Regions from separate parts of the Mus musculus genome. Here region 2 is linked to region 1. Evidence: chromatin contacts called from public Hi-C data. All regions are on one chromosome and are shown on one strand. Each heading gives the region's core, a stretch centred on a gene start, on an enhancer-like site or on the middle of the called end of the contact. The rest is flanking DNA. Distances are from core to core; before and after follow the strand shown.

Evidence for each region. Hi-C and Micro-C count contacts between places; a contact is called where the count stands out from the background.
Region 2: a contact with region 1 is called in a Hi-C map of cerebral cortex, with 1.8 times the contacts expected there. The contact joins the promoter of Fam177b here to the enhancer-like site in region 1. A contact is called at or near these places in 4 of 39 promoter capture datasets (the 3T3-L1 cell line, the C10 cell line, hippocampal neurons and 1 more), 1 of 15 datasets of contacts at CTCF or cohesin (pro-B cells), 7 of 484 Hi-C or Micro-C datasets (the G1E-ER4 cell line, bone marrow-derived macrophages, cardiomyocytes and 4 more), 11 of 115 datasets of contacts at active chromatin or transcription factors (T-cell acute lymphoblastic leukemia, acute myeloid leukemia, bone marrow-derived macrophages and 7 more) and 2 of 9 other capture datasets (adipose tissue and pancreatic islet).

Annotation. Positions count from the first base shown.
Region 1 is chr1:183,042,022-183,045,979 of GRCm38.p6, reverse strand. No RefSeq gene overlaps it. Among named protein-coding and RNA genes, the nearest start is that of Gm33747, 22 kb to the left of the region's middle. Within about 2 kb of position 2,364, at least 28 of the 459 cell types and tissues checked have an H3K27ac peak or open chromatin away from gene starts, as enhancers often do. A contact at or near this core is called in cerebral cortex, where this site is marked.
Region 2 is chr1:183,274,108-183,278,072 of GRCm38.p6, reverse strand. It overlaps Fam177b (protein FAM177B), which reads left to right and starts at 2,341. Exons shown (of 6, transcript XM_030244966.1): 1 at 2,341-2,346. The coding sequence starts at 2,341. It overlaps Brox (BRO1 domain and CAAX motif containing), which reads left to right. Exons shown (of 14, transcript NM_027861.4): 14 at 1-1,721.

The DNA of each region.
Region 1 (3,958 bases), core at 1,115-3,614:
CAAAACAAAAATTTGACAAACTTCATTTTAACTCTCTTTAGGCTGAATCACATGACACTCCAGCAGGCTCTCACGTACAAACCAGAATGGAGCCAACAAACACTTGGGGTCTGTAAAAATCCTTTCGTATGGCTAGATTGCTTGGGAAGTTGAGTCACCAACAGAAGACAATCTTTAATCTTGGAAGCAGAGTCAAGAGGATTGAATATGAAAGTTTAAACTTTAACGGTATCAAGCCAGAGTTAAACCATAGAGAAAGTGCTCATTACTTATAATTCTTGGCTGGGTTGTCAATAGGTGCCCATTAAAAAGTGTTTGATCCATGAGCATATCCTACCTACAATATCCAGACCCTGGTGTACAAGGGGCCAACCACATACAACACTATGGTCTCTGGTTTGAAATGCAGTGGTATAGATTAGGGATAAGGGCATTACCTCAGTTGTGAGTGACAAATTTTGAGTTAGGAGACAGACATGGAGGACCAGTAAGCATGTAGGTTCAGGAGCCAGTCCCTGCCCTGGGGCCATATAACTTGGAAGCCATTGATCTGTCTCTGTAGGGGGAAAACTGGCAGAATGTTTAGTTGGGCTATGTGGCTCATCACAGATCAGAGACCAGGGCCACTGGCCCCAGGAGACCCAGCCCCACATAGCAGAAGCCCAGCTTTCATAAACACAGTTTGATGCACAAACTTTTTGTCCCTAAAGCCCGGTATGTCTTTGTTGAGCCACAAAATAGTCATCAAGTAATTGGGCGTGCCAACTGAGCTTCAATATCTCTGGGCCCATGACAGAAGTTCTAAAAGTCACCCAAGGGTCAGAGAGGTGGCTCAGCAGTAAGTGCACTTCTCACCAAGCCTAATGTCCTGGGTTCAATTCCTGAACTGTTGCCCTGATAATTAAGGTCCAAGTCTACCGTTGTCTGGGTAGCCTTCTGGGCTCCACACAAATGGAGGGCTCCCTTTACTAGCAGGGACTCCCCGTCTCTGACCTTAATCCCCACAGACCTCTATCTGCAGAATATCATGTAGCCTTAGTTAGATTACAGGTTTAACTGTCTTTCTCCTCATGAGAACCCATCCAGCTAGCACCTGAGATTCCTGGAATGCCTCTCCATCCTAATGAGGCATCTACACACCTTAAGCCTTCAGCCAATGACCTTTACCCATCCTGGATATTCTGACCCCACCCCCAAAACTATATACACTTTAAATCAGCCCAGGTAAAGCTGATCTGGCCCTGGTCTGTTGTCTTTACTGTATGTACTCACAGAGCTTCCGAACCCCCGTCCATAGTCTCTGCTTTCTTTGTAGTGGACTGATATTGGCCAATGATCCCCAGGGGCTGGGAGAGTCACAGCGACCTACACAGTAGAAGCAGAGACCCTGCCAATTGTACTCTGATCTCCCAATATGCCCTGTGTGTGGCACACTGAACCACCCAAAGTACATAGTTTAAAGTCATCTAAGTTTCCCTTCCCTAGCACAAGAAATGGATGATGGCACCTCTGTGGCCAAGCATGCCTTTCCGGGGAGGTGAATCTCATCACATATATCTGGTGTGTGTTCATTCTTCATATGATAGACAGTGGTGTAATCCAGCCAAGGACGACATGACTGCTGGTATGTTTATGCTTAATGATGTAAAAAGCTAGATACTCTTTTGATTTTTTTTGCAAGAAACCAAACCAAACTGGCTTCTGAAAACTTCTAACATAAAAGAGGAAAATTAAACAAAATTTGGCATCTTGGTACTTTAAGCCTTCAACCAATGACCTTTGCCCATCCTGGATATTCTAGCCCCATCCCCAAAACTATATAATCCTTGGCTCAGCCCAGGTAAAGTTTATTTGTTTCCCTGAAGCTGGTCCTGGTGTGTCCCTGAGATGCCATTTAATGTTGCACACTAGCCAGGACCCTGGATGACAATTGTGAGACAGCGTCTTCACTGTCATGAGCCCTACCCGCCCCCTTCTGGAGGCCAGTCTTCTGGACTCGGTTACTGGCTGAGAGACCTCCCACCCACAACCTAGTTCAGCAGGGAGTTTGAACACCCTGAATTTTAGCTGTAGAGAGAAAGTGAAGGCAGCTGAGGGCTACCTGCTGCCCTTCTCTTGAGCTTCTCATCCTCCTGCCCCATTCCCACTACTTGTCTAGGGTTCTTGCTTTCCGTGGGTACAGACATTCTGTCTAGGGGTGGGGGGCTCTGGAGAGGGAAGGCAAGGGTTAGAGAAAAGTTCAAAGGCCTGACCAGTAAAATTCCAGGGCTGAGTCCAAGTTCCCAGAATAGCAGTGGACAGAGATCAAGCTTCCTGGCCTCAGGGCGGGCCCCCAATGTGTTGAATGAAGCTGTTGGTTCGTTGGGTCTAGAGGGTGTGTGTGTCCGGGCGGGTGGGGGCAGAGATGACCAGAGATGACTGGAGAAGGATGTCCCCAGGGTGGTGACCACAGCCGCATGCGTTGCAAGCAGCCCACACCCCCCCCTCCATGGCCAGTTCTTTCTTTAGAAAGAGATATTTTGCTTTTTGTGGGATTGACAGGGCAGCAAGTGACAAGTCTGTGCAAGGCTTGTGTGACGTGGGCAGAGAGTATTTGTGGACAAGGGTGTGGGAGTATGGTGTCTGCCGGCAGCCAGCAAATGGAAAGCAGGCGCCTGAGCAAGCCACTCTGTTCCCAACACAATGGCGTATTTATTCGACTACCCTCTACAGAAGGGCTCTCGGTTCATTGGCACTGTGTTAAAACACAGAGCTCAACAGCCAGCCCATTCTGTAAGATGGGAGCTATTTTTCATAATTTCTTAGGTTCCATAAACATGGCGTTTCTCTTGATTTCTTATGAAGTATCAGAGACCCTAAAGCAAAAAGAAGCATTTAGGTAAAAATTGACTTCAAGGAGTGAATTAGCTTACTGGAAGTAGACAGGCGAAGCTAACTACTGTAGAATCATATTAACAAATGCTTTCTCCCGCTACCTGCTATGTGCAAAGGTTGCAAATGACTTACTGTGAGAACTAGTAACAGTCTTCCTCTTGGAGGACCTCAGTTTCCTCTTCTGATAGCTCATTCCACAAACATGGTTCCAGTCAAGACAAGCTAAGGGGATTGGAAGAATGGCAAGCAGGGCTAGTGTGGCTGGTAAAGTACTTGTCTAGCGTGCATGAAGGCGCTGGTTTGATCTGCTAGGGGCTACAGGAGACCCTGTTTCAAAAGCTGGGGGTGGAAGTGGGAGAAGTTAGGGTCGACCAAGCAGACAAAAATCTCTTCATCACACTTAGGAAGTGCCTGGTTAGAGCGTTGCAACTTGTGCCAAGGCACACTGAGGTATGCTTCTCTTCTGTGGGGTTGGAGACCGCAGGGTCACCACCACCTTGCTGTCTTTTCCCATTTACCTTTGCACACAAAGATTGCTGCCTGCACTCTGCCTTGCATGGTGGTGGCTCTCTGCAGACATGTCTGCAACTAGGTGGATGTGATCACACAGATGTGACCTGCCTGAGGGTAGTCAGTGCAGGCCCTGCCAGGGGACGCATCCCTACTGATGTGGACAGGGAACGGAGGGTTAATGGGGGGGGGGAGCCATCAGCTTATGAGGGACCACAAATCAGGTCAGAGATTGTGTTGGGCTCCCATTTAAAGTCTCTTCTTCTGGGGCGCAGAGATGACTGAGCTTAAACATTAGTGTTGGGTTCCTGGCACCTACACTGGGCAGCTCATAACAGTCTGTAGCTCCGGCTCCCAAGGATCCGACGCCACCTGCTGGACACTCTAGGTACCTACACTAATGTGCACACACACACACACACACACACACTCTTGCACATGGGTGCACACAAACAATTCAACATTAAAATCCTTTTAAAGATTCTCTTCTTCTATGGTGACCTGGGTAGTTCTCCATCCTCATTTTTTTTTTTTTTTTTTTTTTTTGGTATTGTTTTTTGTTGTTTTGTTCTGA
Region 2 (3,965 bases), core at 1,092-3,591, 230 kb before region 1:
GTTTCATGTTCATGTTTTTCTACTTTCACAGAAATGTTTGTTCTTCTTGTTTGATACCAGAAGGATGTTTTGAAAAGAGATGGGTTCACCTTTCATCACCACATTGTCAGATCCGAGTCTAGCTTAGTCTAGGTGGGGAAACAGAATCGCAGTTAAAATCAGAAAACCTCAGACCAAGCTCTTTCCCTGTACTAGGAAATCGTGTCTTCAGGAATATGGAAGTTACGTGAAATTCAGCAGTCTGGGTCTGTGCCCCTCGGCCTGGCTCAGCAGCGGAGGGCCGTGCTCTCTCCACCCGCACTACCCACACAGTGGTGGTTTTCTTACAAGTACCTTTTCTAATGAACTTTTTACTTAAGGGGTAAAGCTTTGTACTAGCATTTAGTGCTTCTGTGTAGAGAGAGGAAGAGAATGGTAGTGTGTTTTGAAGAATTAAAATGTTGCATGTTGTAAAGAAAGCCTTCGTAAACTCAACCAAGATAGGTTGTCCTGACTCACACTGGTAATTCCTTTGTTAGAAGAGTTTTAAGAAAATGCCTTTGTTCCCTGATTTTGGTGGACACTGTGTTTTTAACATGGTTTTCTTCAGTATCCTATAGTAATGGCTTGGCGTTAGGCCATAGTGACAGAGGTTAGGATATAGACACACAAACTATGTGTTTAAAGGATTTGCTTATACCCACACACTGGGAATGATGGGTGTGTGATACTTTACCAAGTAACAGATGTGGGTGTATCCTGCTTGGTTGCTCTCCTGGGGTGTTAACTTCCTTTTCTAGGTGACAGATTGCTTCGCATAATAGGAATAATAATGTATGTGAGAACTTACTGTGTGCCAGACAGTGTATAGGCACATACGTAGACCACTGCATCCCTTTAGCCACCCTGTGAGAAACACATCAATCTGCATAAAGTATTGAAACAGGAATATACATCTCATGATGAAGAATGAAGAGATTATACCTGTCAATCAAGACAGTAGTCAATAAATCATATATCATAGTTTATACTCCTTTGAAAAGCTACATATAATCACTAAGGGTTTTTTAAAAAATAATTTAAAATGTGAGTTACAGCTTGCAGTATCTAATATTTAAGCTGTAGCTTTCAGAATACTTGGAGTAACTACTGAATGGGCATTAAGTTTTATTTTGCTGCCTATAGGAAAACAATACTTTATTACGTTGTCACCCTTCCTACAGAGTCACTTGTTAAATGCCAGTGACTGACAAAACTAACTAGTTACTGACAAAACTAACTAGTACTTGCTGCTGCCTGTTTATACTCTGCCTGTAGGACTTGCTCTGTGTACTAACCCTCATTAACCTAGGTAGGCACGCTGCGGTTTCTGTGGACTCGACTGCCGTTCATGAAATGGAAACACATACTATGTCCGGCGCTTCTGTAAAGGCAGTAAATGCAGGTGTTGAAATCCATCATTGGCCATGTTCACGTGATCGCATGAGCAGTCTTGTTGATTGTAAAGCTAACACCAGAAGCCTCGTATACGCCGGGCGCACCATGAGGTTCCGAAGCAGTAGCAGGGATTGTGGGGACGCTGACTATAAAGCACTGGCAGGCAGGCTGTGCAGAGATGACACTGGACATTGGTGTTGCATGTGTTTCATACCAGGCGAGGACAGCTCCTGTACAGCTACTTCTGTACAGTGTTTATATGATTTATCTTTTTATTTATGAAAATAAAAGCCATTTTACTTACATGTTCGCTGGATTTATGTGGTGATTATCTGCTAGTAGATTTGGTGCAGGAAAAATTCTTATACTTTAAATGACAGTTGGGTCTGTTCTTTGCTTCCTGAGTTAATTTCCTTGACACACTTAGTTTATGCTTGTGTTTGTACTGGGACTTAACCACATCTTCATGTGGAAAGCACAGCTTTAATTAGCTCATCCAGCCCATTGTACCAGTTCAACACCATATTCTGTGAGCTGTGGCTAGCCAGGGCTGGGCACCTCCAGGGTGTCCGACAATGACATGCATTATCTACCATGATGTAAACATTGGGAAATGCCCAGAAACAGGCACATAACTGCACACCGTTACTACTGAAGATAAAGGTGCAAGATCATCCCAGGTGACCCGTGGTCCTGAGGAGTGGCAGTGGGTGGCTTACACGGGATTTGTCCCTGTTGTGCATTCTCACTGACTGCTGTGCACACACAGCTCCAGTTCCTTCTATGAGGTTGTGCTCAGCACAGGTTAGACCCCTACACAGCATCGTGAATTGGGAACAGTGGAGGCTGGAAAGGGTTGGATAGTTCCTGTGTAAATTACCCAATGCTGGTTCTTTGCTGTTGTAACCCAATCCATTTGCAAACATGATGGTAAGTACCAAGAGAGTAGTAACAGACTGTTGGTGAGATGCCTTCCTCCTTCAAGTCAGAAGCCAGCATGAGCTTTCTTGGTATAAATAAACTGAAATGATTATAGATAACAAGAAAAATACTAAGATTGTTTAAAAACAGAAAAAACTTGCAAGTTTGTATTTTGTAATTCATTACATAGTTCCTTCCATACTCACTAAATTTAATCGCATGATTCATTAAGTGAATGCTGAGTTCCAGCCATACATCAGGACACGAATGTCACTGGGCAGAAGATGACAGCAGCAAACTAGGAAAAACATCACCTGCTGTGGTTTGAATGAGAATGCCCCCATAGGTTCACTTATGTGATATTTGGTCCCCAGCTGGTGAAACTTTGGGATTAAGGGGTATGGCCTTGTTAGAGGCGGTGTTTCATTGGATACAAGCTTCAGACTTCAAACTGAATCAAGATGTGAGCTCTCAGCTCCTGCCCCAGCGTTCTACCATGTGTTTGCTATGATGTAGATTAACCACCAGGAAGCCTAATTCATATGTTTTCTATAAGTTGCCTTTGGCTGTGATGTTTTGTCACATCAATAGAAAAATAAGCCAGAAGTTAGGACTCTAGAGTGGGCTACTGCTCACACAAACCTAGCCATGTTTGTTGTTTGTTTTGAAGAATGTGGAAGACTTATTTTGAACTATAAAATCAGTTGGACACTGAGCAAAGGTTAGGAGCTCAGAGGACAGTAGTTCTGGGGATAATGGGGACTGGAGGTCTAACTCAGGTTTTAGAGAAGAATATTAGCAATTGGGATAGAAAGCGTTCTCGTGAGATTTTGGCAAAGCATGTGGTTGCTCTCTGCCCTTGTCCTAAGGACATGCCTGAGACTAAACTGAAAGGTTAGATCAAGATTTGGTGGAGGAGAGTCTTCACTGTGACCTGATATTTACTCTGCTGGGTGTGTGATTACTAGAGTTTACTCTTGATGCAGATTTGTGAAAAGCAAGGGAGCAGAAAGAAAGAAAAATATACAGTTTAAGGAGGACCGGAGTCCTCAGGTCAGTCAGCCTTCCACCCATGTAGCCTGTACCTCCTGGGATGTGCAGCCAGGGCAGGACTGCATGCAGCTGTGGGCAAGGAGCATGGGGGTGGGGCTGGAGTCTCAGGCATGGAGTTCAATGACCATCCTCACTCCCTCCGCAGGAGAACGTCAGTCATGTGAGGGTAAAGTGCAGGTGATCACACTTGCTGTGGTTTCAAGACAACATCCAGGTCATGCCCCAACAAGACTGCCATAACAAAAGCACAAGAGGTCAGACCACAGTCCCAGAAGCCATTGTAAGGTTTGACATTGTAAGGCTTTGACTTGAGTGATCCCCTAGAGAGGTTTATACAGGAGTGACAGGACCAAAGAGTTGAACAACTTTGGCTGCTTGTTGTTGTTGTTGCTGTTTTAAGTCTAGACTATATAGGAAGCCTAAGGAGACCTTTACAAATAATACAGGTGTGTAGACCAGGGTGGGACAGTTGAATGGCAGAAATTCTTAGTGTTCTGGAAATATACAAGATAATTTCTTGATATATCTAATATGAGGTTTGGTTAAAGAATCAAGAATGGCCAATACTATAGGGA